2 separate regions of the Bicyclus anynana genome follow, and region 1 is linked to region 2. A link is a contact called in public Hi-C data. All regions are on one chromosome and are shown on one strand. Each heading gives the region's core, a stretch centred on a gene start, on an enhancer-like site or on the middle of the called end of the contact. The rest is flanking DNA. Distances are from core to core; before and after follow the strand shown.

What was found. Hi-C and Micro-C count contacts between places; a contact is called where the count stands out from the background.
Region 1: a Hi-C map of whole larva shows a contact between it and region 2, with 5 times the contacts expected there. The contact joins the enhancer-like site here to the promoter of LOC112042920 in region 2. A contact is called at or near these places in 2 of 2 Hi-C or Micro-C datasets (whole body and whole larva).

What each region holds. Positions count from the first base shown.
Region 1 is chr20:5,246,968-5,253,491 of ilBicAnyn1.1, reverse strand. All of the region lies in intron 4 of LOC112042920 (protein dead ringer), which reads right to left. Among protein-coding and RNA genes, the nearest start is that of LOC128198030, 26 kb to the left of the region's middle. Within about 2 kb of position 3,636, at least 8 of the 8 cell types and tissues checked have open chromatin away from gene starts, as enhancers often do.
Region 2 is chr20:5,078,418-5,084,877 of ilBicAnyn1.1, reverse strand. LOC112042920 (protein dead ringer) reads right to left here and starts at 3,191. Exons shown (of 10, transcript XM_052887712.1): 1 at 2,933-3,191. The coding sequence starts at 2,980.

The DNA of each region.
Region 1 (6,524 bases), core at 2,387-4,886, 170 kb before region 2:
TTAGGTAAGAATAAAAAAAAATTGGCAACCGTGCTTCCCTGACTTTTAGCTTATATAGTGAGTAGGTATAGGCTGAAAGTTTTTCATACGATGATGTAGGTATGTCTGGCTGTCGCAGTCTGTTCCATAGTTGATTTACAATGATTCGGCGGTTAACGCAGTAATGACGTGTTGAAGAATAGACAACACATCTCGGGGCGCGTTGCGTAATATGTACGGGTAACGCATAGTTAACGCATTCCGTTCCTATTGATGAGAAAACATACAAATACTTGTAACTTTCTTGTTTTGTATCCAATAATAATAATAAAACGTAACAAGTAACAAACGACTGCATTAGTAAACTTAGGCAAGTAGGCAGATATTATAATAATCTGGAAGAAATCGCTATACTTAGCGATAAGGCCGCCTTTTGTATGCTGATCTCTTCTTATTATGGTTTTATTTCACTTGTCTTTATGGTGTGCAAATAAAGAATATCTATCTATAAAACATTTTTAAAGGTAAAAGCTGGAATGAGCACACTTTAAAAAAAATCTTATATTGAAAATTCAGCACTTTATAAACCTCTCAGCAATTTATAAACCTCTGTACAAGTTTTTAAAATAATAGTACACTTCAGCACCATATTTTTTTTTTACAGGACATTTTTTTTTAAATCGAGTCATCTTAATGAAAGAAAAAAAATATTGCATTCAAAGCTTCTTCTACAAAACAAATAAAACATTATTTACAAAAGTAGTTTATTACATAGGTAATTTAATCTGCAATGTTTAACAAAAATCAAATTTTAAAAATCTTAATTATAACAGCTACAGCATAGAAAAAACTGATTCAAGAAAGAAAAGTTTGAAAAATCCGAAAAAAAAATATAACTTGGTCACCCTCAGGATTTTTGGAAAGCTATTCAAATTAGTTTTACATAATTAAGTGGTGTATCTACCATTTGCGTATTATCCATTAATTACGGAACATTCTGTACCTATATCACCTCAATTGCCAAAATTTTAAAGCCCGAAATAGCTTCAAACGAGCTAAAACATGCATGCAATAAAAAGTCAATATTAAATATGATCAAGCAGAAAAAGTTTACAACGAAAACAAATTAAATTATAATAAATAAAAACAAACATAATCACGATCAGTCCATCGTCTAAAAGACTAAAGCCCGGAATAGCGACGAGCGAAAACAAAACACAATCCAAACACTTTGCAATAAAAAGACAACATTAAATATGATCAAACAGAAAAAGTTTACAACGAAAACAAATTAAATTGTAATAAATAAAAACAATAGTAGGTACATTATGGTATGAGTGTGATAATGTTGAAAATTACAGCCAAGGTGATATTGCAGCTCGAGCCAAAGACGAGAGCTATAAGTAAGGAAGCAGAGGCTGTAATTATAAAAGCACGTATGTCACACGACGTTTTATTTATTTACAGCGTCTATAATTACGATTACATCGTCCAAAAGACAAAAGCCCGAAATAGCGACGAGCGAAAAATAAAACACAATTCACGCTTGCAATAAAAAGCGTGACCTCGACGATCGTTTATTGATGAACGCGAAACATTAGCAAATACCGACGGACTATTTGTCAATCCGTCTTCCTGTCTGCAGTTAATCATTCCCCGGTTATCCAGGGGTGGCAGGGGAGGTGGGGGAGGAAGGGGGTGATGGGTTTCCAAACGTCACCCGTTTAAGAGATTAATTGCTGTGCTTATGTCTAAGTACAACGTGATGCTTTCAAATTGGAGCAAATAAAGTGGAAGTCAATTTGTTGTTGGGTTCGTGTTTGTTTAATGGAGTATGGTGTTGGTTTTCAATTTTTGTTGTTTTTCTTTTTTTTTTTGTTTATCTATTCACTAAATTATACTATGTAATTACAGTAGGGTAGAATGGGGCTGGTTGAGCAATTGTCAAAGGAGTTTTTCAATTCCATGTCTTAATGCAAAAATATATTGTGTTTGTATTTGTTTTCGCGAGCTTTTTTTTATTCTTTACAAGTTAACCCTTGACTACAATATCACCTGATGGTAAGTGATGATGCAATCTAAGATGGAAGCGAGTTAACTTGTTAGGAGGAGGATGAAAACACCCCTTTCGGTTTCTACACGACATCGTACCGGAACGCTACATCGCTTGGCGGCACGTCTTTGTCGGTAGGGTGGTAACTAGCCACGGCCGAAGCCTCTCACCGGCCAGACCTGGATCAATTAAGAAAACCCCAATCGGCCCAGTTGTGTATCGAACCCAGGACCTCCGTCTTGTAAATCCACCGCGCTTACCACTGCGCCACGGAGCCCAGGATTTCATGTTAGTGTACCTTAATAGTTTTCAAGATATTTTGTGTGTCCAACTTACACCCAAGTTCAAATATCGTCGCCCTACAAGGTAATACATAACTATATTTAACATAACTTGAGTTCTTTTCAGGGTGTATCAATTCATCGTGTTATTAATAGGTATTTTGTTCTTTATATTCAAGCTGTAAGAAGTAAAATTAATTACCTTACACTGTTAATAAAAAGAAAAATTATTCACCTTGTTAAGTTTAAGACTTAGATATTGTTCAAAACAAACTTAAAAAAATACCTAGTTAAGAAATGATTTGAAGACATATCCTTAGGTACGTATATATACAAACGCAAGACTTATAAGAAATACACTTACCTGTCTGTCTGTACTGTAAACGTGAAATTCATAGGGCAACTAAGTCAACTTTCCTGGTAAGACTACCGGGAAACTATTACTAGGTACCTATCTATTTTACCTGTAATTTCTTGCTGGTAGCCAGGATGGTAAAACTACTAACCTAAACTCTACTTTGTTGTCTTTCTGTCTGTTACCTTTACATAATAAAGGTCTCTAAATCGCTGAACCGATTATGATGAGTTTTGATAGTGAGCAACATTGGCTGCTTTTAATCTCCAAAGAATCCAAGGTTTCTGTGCGATTTATGAGAAATAGAAATTAAGATTGGAGTCGCAAGCATCCATTGTACGTTTTTTTTAATTCTTTACAAGTTAGCCTTTGACTACAATCTCACCTGATGGTAGGTGATGATGCAATCTAAGATGGAAGCAGGCTAACTTGTAAAGAGTTCTAGAATGAAAATCTACAGCCCTTTCGGTTTCTACACGACATCATACCGGAACGCTAAATCGTTTGATGGTAGATGGCCGGTAGGGTGGTAACTAGCCAAGGCCGAAGTCAATTCACCAGCCAAAATACGTAATATAAACGTAACGTAAAGTAATGTAAATGATACGTAAATAAAAAACAGATGCAAGAAACCAGTTTAACAAATGTTAAAAAGAGCGAGTAGAATATGCATTAAACAATTCTCCTTATTCTTATTAATCAAAATTACGTCAACAAATCTTTAATAACACCATATTGTACAGTGAGATAGATAAAGCACGGTCTAACACAGCATCTAAGTACCAACATACGTGCAACATGTTATCACACGCACCTAGCGGTCCGTCTAAATAACAAGTGTTACAAGGAACCGTGGACAAAAGCTATTGTTTATGAAAGCAATCACCCCAATAACGATTTCCACTAACCGCCTCAACCCCCCCACTCCCCCGTCGGCGGAAAACGCGCGATTCGATGCGCGTGCGGCCAGCACCGTGCAAACGCTATTTGCATAACCCGACCATGGCAAACGAAACCGCACGCAAAACGACAAACGCACCACCCAGCGATCTCCACAACTCGGCCGGTTAAACCGTAATTTACGACGTATGTCCAATCGCCGACAGAGCCAATCTAATCGTGCCCAATTGTGACAAATTATTGCTTTTCCTACGAAACCTTACACTAAATATGTATTATGAATTTCACTTTATGTTCGCATTTTATGACCGTTGGAATAGAATGAACTCTTTTCCCCATACCGCAATAGTTACAGTGTTGCGTTGTATCGATTATTCGCACCTCGCGCGATATTTATTGGCACTCGATGTCGCTTAGAAAGGCTCAGCCCTTTTGTGCGCAAAACTCGCGAGTCTCGTAAATCGCAGAGTCTGACGCCCCCGGGTGTTGATAAAGGATTGTAAATAACGAATGATTTGCTCCCTAATCTCCTCCAAATGTAAGAGCGGACGAAATTTACAGCCGGATTAGAAATACGATGGCTTTATTACCCTCAGCGTGTACTATAATATCTAAAATAAGCTTCAGAAATGAATTAGATTCGATATTGTCATGAATAAGTTTGTGTATTATGCGCTTATTGTACGTAGAAGACAATCGGCCTATCAGATTCTGTTCGCTGCAGACGACGCGGGCGATAATCGATCGAATCGACATTTGACGCCTACCGCTTATCGAGAGCTGTATCAAGGCCCTTTATGCCTCAACCCTGCGATCGGCCAATGAGAGGCCACGGAGAGCCGGCGCCGGCCCCTCATTGGTCTGATACGCTTTTGATTGCACCGCCCCACTCGATTCACGACTCGATCAATCTCAATTACTCGCCTATGTTGGTAACGCTCCAGCTACGGCTCTTTACAAACACGTTTGCAATACTTGGAACATCGAAAACAAACTCTTCACGCTTTGTTAATGTTAGATTAACAATTCTGAAACAATCTAAGAATAGACTATAAAATAGACTAAAAAATTTTTTAATGCTATGTCTGACAAATTGGTCCATGCTTCAGGTGACCCAAGAGCTGGCGCTTATTTGGCCCAAAGGTTAAGCCTTGCTATCCAGAGGGGTAATAGCGCTAGTGTATTGGGTACCTTGCCTCTGGGTGAACAATTAGATGGTGTGTATTTGTTATAATTATTTTATTTATTATAAATTTAAATTTAATATACTGTGTAATTCTTAGTTTTAATTAATTTATTATAAGGTCTAGGTATATTTATTCTGCGATTGTTATATTAAAAATTTATGTTGAATAATATATTGTAATTGCAATAAAATCATCATCCAGAATAGACTTAAATGAATATAAAAGCATGTACCCACTGAATGGTGTTAATGTGGTTCCGACATGGTGAGGTGATGACAATAAAAATAATACCACGGTATATAAATAGACACTCGCACATGTTGGAAATGCAAATCGCAGGGTACTTACTAATACCGATGTGGCAATAAAATGTTTACGATTCAAGATATAAATTAGTTTTAATGTGACAATCATAACAACATCAATCAAAATATACACCACGATTAACTAGACGCGTGATGTTAAAGCGGAAATTTGTTTAATAAAACCAAAAAAATATTTGTAATAAACTTTATAAAATCCGATCAATTTGTGCACGTAGTAAAAATTAAATAAGAATTCTCAATCATAATATAAAAAGATGGAAATGGATGGACGGATTATATAAATGTTGTATCTATAATTTAAAACAATTAATTGCTGGTCTACTATGAAAAACTTGAAATTATTAGCCTGTTTCTATTGGTTGTGGTTGATTTTATTTCATATTCGTATATTAACGTTGTACATGACAGCTAGCCCCTGTTTAGACAGTCGTTACGAGTTTATGAGCGGAAGAATTTATTGCGAGCCCGAAGTGAAGTTTTAATTTAGAAATACGATCACACTAGTGTTAATTTCCACACTTTAAGCGTCGATTATACCACCTTCATACTAATAGTCTTGTTTAGATTACTGGAAGAAGTTTACTAAATAGTTTTTGAGGACTTCAGTTTCTATTTATACATCACTCGTTTCAATGAATAACTATTTGGTAGAGTCATTAGCTAATGTTGGACAAAATAGTCATGCCTGTTAACAATAGAATAGAAAATAATAAAACTTAATGATTAGACTGAATACCAGACACTTATCTCTTATCGTTAACTAAAAAATAGATATTTCTAATGGGGGAATAATTGTAGAAAAATTCAATTGGCATGACGAATGAAGTAACATACAAAACACATAAGTTAGGATACAGATACAGAAAATAGAGCTTCATATCTTGTTCGTTAATTAATATTAATAAATGGTAGGTAATGAATAAAAATAAATATAATTTATAATAGCAGGATAAGAGTTACGTGTGGGTACAGTGTTAAATGCCGGAGAAGAGATTGTATGCAGCAATCTTGCGGAGCCACCATAACTCAATACGTATTTATTGCTTGTAGTACAAATTCCGAGAGATACGGTGCGAGAATGACATAAGGCTGAGGATACAACGATCAATCACGAGGGGAGCAGTAAAGCTGAGAACAATCCAGCGTAATTCCGTCTGAGAGACATTAAAATGGCGGCCGCCCTATCCGGTGCAACATTGTGGGGAACTGCGCGAGCGCACAATAACACTTTCTTATTAGAATCACTCGGGGAAACTGACAGTTTTATCACGTCAGTAATTTTGAAGCCGTGATTAAATAATGACCAATTCAAGTCAAAATTTGAAATAATTCAGAAAAAACATCACAAGAGAAAGAGAACTTAAAGTGTGATATTTTTCAGAACGTTTACGTTTAATAACGCATAAATCATTTATACTGATGCAAATCAGAACTGCGCCGTAT
Region 2 (6,460 bases), core at 1,942-4,441:
CCTACTTGTTTGGATTAAGGCAATAATAAGTCTGTACGAGCTACTCGATAGGAAGCCCTTTGTGATTTATATAAATAGATCTTAGGTATTTTAAATTATAGAATATTTGTTATATGTTTATGTATATTTTTTTAGTATACATTTTTATATAATACACATTTTCCAAACCTAAGGTTGTCTGGAACAAATGGCTACGTAGCAATGAGCAAAAGTTACCCGCATAAATGTTATAAAAACTAATATTTTTACGTGCCTAATATTCATACACAAATAAAGAAATGTTTCCGGCAAATAAACAATACCGGGATCCTAAGCCGACACAGATGGGAAACGGCTAGGGTTGTCACTCTAATAGTATAAGAGTCAGGCTAAGATCTGATTCATTATAAATTTTGAAAATGTAGCAGGTTTGGAATGAAATACACTTTAATGCACACCAAAACAGAGCAAGGTGTCCTACAAACCATTTACAAAAATTTAATAAATGCAGAATAGGCGGCCTTATCGCTAATAAGCGATCTCTGCCAAGGGCGATCTAATGAAATGCTGAAAGTTGGCAGTCCATGCTCGTACCAAGTAAGTACGGTGGGCAAGTATGGTCTTTGGACCATAGTGGCTTCGGAAATAGTAAGTTTCAAAAGTCTCAGACCACATATTAATATGATTCTTAGACTCTTAACTGTTCAGGTAGGTATACCCAACAGCATAGGTACTATTTGTATATTTCCTTCGCAACAGTTTAAGCAATGAAGCCACCACCGCGTCAGATAATAATTATAAGGGATTCTGGTTTTCAAAAAATGTATAAAATACTTAGATTTTTATTTTAGTTTAAATATGTTTTGTTAATATCTTGCTAGGTAATATTTTTGCTTTTTTTTTCTTTTATTATCGATGATAAGTTAGCCCTAGACTGCGATCAGTTCTCACCTGAAGTTAAGTGACAGTGCAGTCTAACATGGAAGTGGGCTTACTTGAAAGATGCATAAGTTTATTCTACCCATACCATACCTATTTAAAATAATTAGGTGGCAACCCTAGAAAGGACCCATCGGTAATAAAATCCCGTCTACGAATTTGTTATTAATAAGCGCATCGACGCCATTTTGCTGAAAGCCGCCGACGCTGGCAGCACATGTGCAAACTTGCAGTAAATTTTTTTTTGTCCTCTTTACAAAAATAGGTCGTCATTAATAAATTTGTGATTTTCTATCATTTATCAACTTAAATATTCCGTGACATACCTTAATCATTAATTTAATAAATAATTTTTTTCTTTAACACATGACCAAACCAACATTTTACATACCTACATACCTCAATCTACTAGTAAAGACATATATAGAAACTGAGTGTACATAGAATACCAATAAATAAAAATGTTGATAGGTATTTATTTTAATTCTTGTCTGTAAAAACAAACACATTCTTGTCTTTCAAAAAAAGGTGTTTTTCTTCTTTTTACGCGATATGGAACTCCATTTAGCGCTCATAAATCGACCCATCTGGAGGTACAGGTAGCTAGGTAGATACCTAATTATACATAGAAAACTTCTAAAACTTATTTGCTTAACTTCATAGATAAAGTAACGCTACTCAAAATTAGACAGCTTCTAAAACAATTTAAAGAGTACGTAAAATTAGATTTTTTGGTTTGTTACAATTAAGTAAACTCGAAAATACTCGAATCGATTTTAATCATTCTTTCACCAAACCAAAAAAGTTACATCTTCATTCTAATAGATAATATTTTCTTGATCCCCGAATTCCTGCGGGATCGAGTGAAACCGCGAGCGTTTGCTAGTCACATTTGTATTGGTCATTTTTAGCTAGAGTAGGTAGATACGTCAATACAGGTAAATAGGTAGGCTAGTGAGATTATTTCTAACAACAATAGCTTTTTGATAACGGTCATAGTTTGGGGCAAGTTTTATCATCACAGGTATAATCAGATAAGGAATTCTTCAAATTTATATTGCCTACGCGAAATGCTTTTTGTTTATCTTCCAAAATTATGAATGGGCTGATATGACTAGTTCCAATCTACCTTGGTAGGTTAGGTAGGTAGGTACATCTAGATTGCAGATCTGTCACTTCTGTAGTTGATTAATAAGTAGGCATAAGTAGACACTTATTTACCTTTACCTACCCTATACGTTTTCATAAATATTTTCATGGTTTTTTTATATAGACCCAACAAAACAGACATTTACAGTCCCTTAAAATCTATTTTTTATGTATGACAGCCGTTTGGTAGATAATTAGCTTCATATTGCAATGTTGTTGCGACGGCTTGCATACGTTGCTATGGCAAATTTTCGAACATTGTTTTTCTTAGAGCAAAAGATATGTTACCTTTTTAAACACATGATTTCTATAGTTGCTACTTGCATATCAATACTATTATAAGAAAATGTAGGTAGGCGTTGAAAAAAAAGCGATAAATTCCAACAGCGTGTGACAAAATGGGCCACATTATATGTGCACTCAAAATGTTTTGATAATTCAATTACTTAGACTAATAAATAAAATCATTCTTATGGATATTCTTATATTTTGTCAAGTAAAAAATATTTGCAAGTAGGTACTTAAGTAACAGGCGCATTAAAATGCGGTAGATTAGGCAAAGTTAAAAACTTTAAACGCATAAGTTTTGACAACCCTAATTGGGTCCTTAGCATTACAAAATAAATTATCAAACTTACCTAATTCAAAATGTTACCTGTTAAAATAATTATCTACTTTGACGGTATTTAGTAATTTAAATGGAACTGTTAAATTGGCCACCATAAAATGTAATAAGAATTGAGTGACCAATGTTCCTAAGGTCTGAAATACAACTGCACTGTTGACAGACCATCAGTGGCCAACAACATTGTCGTATGTGACAACAACAACACAAAAACAACACGCTGTTGACGTTCGCACTTACCACGGGGCTGTCGTCTCCAAGGTCCGAATCACGGTCGGCGTCGGCCATGGCATACGCCGGCACCGGTTCGCGGTTCTTCACGCGAATCTTGGCGGTTTTAGGAACACGGGAACAACAACACGCCACACCGGGACGTGTCACACGCTCACACGCGCACGGTACATGCAATGCGGTCGCGCGGTACGCTACGGTACGGTACTCCGGTACTCCGGTACGATGCGAGCGTCGCCGTAGCTCGCACGGAATGGTATGCCGTTCGCCCGGCGCCCCCTCTCTGCGGAGGCCCCGCCCCAAGGCGTCCCGCGTCACGGCGAATCAAACCGCGCGATATCAAACTGATATTTCTGTTATACGCTCCGCCCGCTACCTTTATATTGTTTTTATTCGCGCTATTAAAACAAATGATTCGCGCGGCATCGATTCGCGATTGATAGCGGGAGCCGATAGTTCGCGCTCGCCTTCGTTTGTTTATGATAACGAGGTTATGCGGAAATTCAAAAGCGAATGTCGCAATTCGCAAACAATGTTATGTTAATAAACAAGTAATTAAGAATAGTAGTTACCGTCCTTCGTACCTGTTTAGATAATAGGTATCTATTTAAATTGTTACTTTTAATAATTAAGTCAATTTCATGTTAGTCGTAGCTGTAGGTATATTGCATTCATAAAATATCGCACAAACTTGCGTATTAATTAAATACCTACGCACGACAAAAAGCAGGTTGACACGCGCCTACCACCAATAGGTAGATACGTAGACACGTAGATCAATTGAAATACCTAAGTACTTACTTACTTAGTTGTGTAATTTTTTTTAGTAGGTAGATAGGTACCTTATATAATAGCCTTATGTCTTTTTTCTATTATTTATTAATTTGTCCTTTTTTTAATTTTTAACAATTAAACAATACAAAATATAATACAAAACACTATTAAAAATCCTCCTAAATCTTGTTATTACGACTATGTAGGTATAGGTATTCTGTGCTTAAGTGTACCTACCTGCCTACCTCGATACGAGTAGTTTTGAACGGTGAAACTGGTAAGTATCGGCCATGTCAAATTATTATCAGCATATTTCGGACTATATAACTTCATGGAGGTAGGTGTAATTTCATTGAATATGATTGATGATTGATATTTTATTAATGATGATGATGATATCATTATCATCATAGTCATGTCAGCCGATGGACGTCCATTGCAGGACACACAGGCCTTTTGTAGGGACTTCCAAACATCACGATACTGAGCCGCCTCTAGCGAATACCTGCGACTCGCTTGATGTCGTCAGTCCACCTGGTGGGGGGTCGACCAACTCTGCGCTTTCTGGTGCGGGGTCGCCATTCCAGCATTGGGACCCCAACGGCCATCGGCTCTTCTAACTATGTGCCCCGCCCATTGCCACTTCAGCTTCGCGACACGTTGAGCTATGTCGGTGAATTTAGTTCTTCTCCGAAATTCCTTAGTGCTTGACGACATAAGTCTTTGAACAGTGCGTGTTGCCAGTGATGACCTATGGTTCCGAGACTTGGTCGCTAACTATGGGCCTCCTAAGAAAGCTCAGAGTCACACAGCGGGTGATGGAACGAGCTATGCTAGGAGTATTTCTGCGTGATGATGTAATGTTATGCATTCATTAATAAATTTTCATTAGATTAGTAGTAGTAGGTAGGTCTGTATATTATAAAATTTGTATCCGTATCTAGGTATTATATTAAACTTTAAAATAGGCGACGTGATAAGATAATAAAAGTCTAAGATGGTAGTGAGCTAACTTTAAAGAGGTAGGTACTTACTTACAAGTTTATTCTATCCATAACTCTGAAAGGTTTCTTTGTGGCATTGTAATGCTAAATCGCTTGGCGGGTCATCTTTACCGGTAGGGTTTACCATGAGGAGTGAGGACTCATTAGGTACACACTTGGATTGGATAAGGAATTTTCCATAGGTGTTTATAGGTACATTGATGACTTACGGATCCGAGACTTCGCTTACTGTATTCCTTCCTCATAAAAAAGGCTCAAAGTCACTCAGCGGGCGATGGAGCGAGTTATGCTTAGAGTGTCACTGCGTGATCGAATCAGAAATGAAAAGACCCGCAGAAGAACCAAAGTCTGACTGACTGACATAGCTCAGTGAGTCGCGAAGCTGAAGTGGCAATGGATAGGATACATAGTCCGAAGAGCTGGTGGTCATTGTTGGTCCCAAGGTGTTGGAATGGCGACCCTGCGCCGGAAAGCGCACACAACCCAGGTGTAGGTATAACCATCGCTGATTGGTCAAGTGACTAGCCTTTGTGTCTTCAAATCACGAAGTGTGAGTCCTGGGATCCCGACCGGGCGGCGGCCCAATCATCATCATAGTCACTAACAGCCGATGGACCTCCACTGCTGCACATAGTCCTCTTGCATGGACTTTGCGGCTCCCTGCAACCCGCATGATTTCCTCAGTCCACCTATAGTGGGAGGTCGACTACCACTGCGCTTTCCGGTGCGGTTTGCGACTACATTAGGTGAGAGTGAGACTAATCTTTCTTAATCCAAGAAATTCTCAGTAAAAATTTTTAGTTTGGAGTGGTTTAGAGTCTCTTGACTGGAGGTCTTGATAGTGCCTAGAGTAGGCACTATCAAGACCTCCATAGATGATAGTGCCTAATTATGATCAAAAGTTATCTAAACTTTTGATCATAATTAGGCATCACTCGCATCAATTCGGCTGATTGGCATCGTTAGAGAAACTACGTTAAATCTCATCGTTCAAAACTGGAGACGAAACTACAGTTCGTGTTGACAGTGTTGACTATGGTTCCGAATCCGCTGTGGGCCTCATAATCATAAGACAACCGAAAGAATATGCCATCGAACGATAAAGCGATCTATGCTCTGAGTATCTCTGCATGATCGAATTAGAAATGAGAAGCTCATCCGATACAGCTCATGCTCAACGAGCCACTTACCAAATCTAATAGACGGTGTGTTGCACATATAGTTCGAGAGCAGATGGACATTGGGGTCTCAACTGTACCTACCTACTGGATTGGTGACCCCGTACTAGGCAGTCCGCTGACGTCAGTCGGGTAAAAGGAAGTTTTTGGATGCAAGCGACTCTTGTCCGTGGTACCTAATAGGAAGTCTTTACAAGAGTTATTAGGTATCCAGCCGTGAACGTCTATCGGCGAAAAATGCGATGATGTTGATAATGATGTTTATTATCACCCTTAGATAATCACCCTTAGATTAATGGGATAAGCATATAATTAAGTACTTACCTATAGGGAATAAGCATTGAAAATGGAAAGACACCGCCTCCTGTAGATAATACAGTAATAACTAGTAGGTACCGGAGGCAGGGCTTCAACCTAATTGTGATATGAAGTGTTGATAAATAAAGATTTATTATTTATTTATTTATATATTTAGTCCGCCAACCCACGATGAAGCAGCGTTATGGATTTAAGCTCCATAATGTCAACAAATAGATATCTACCTACAATAGAAAATACAGATAATAGCTGAGCAAAGGTAG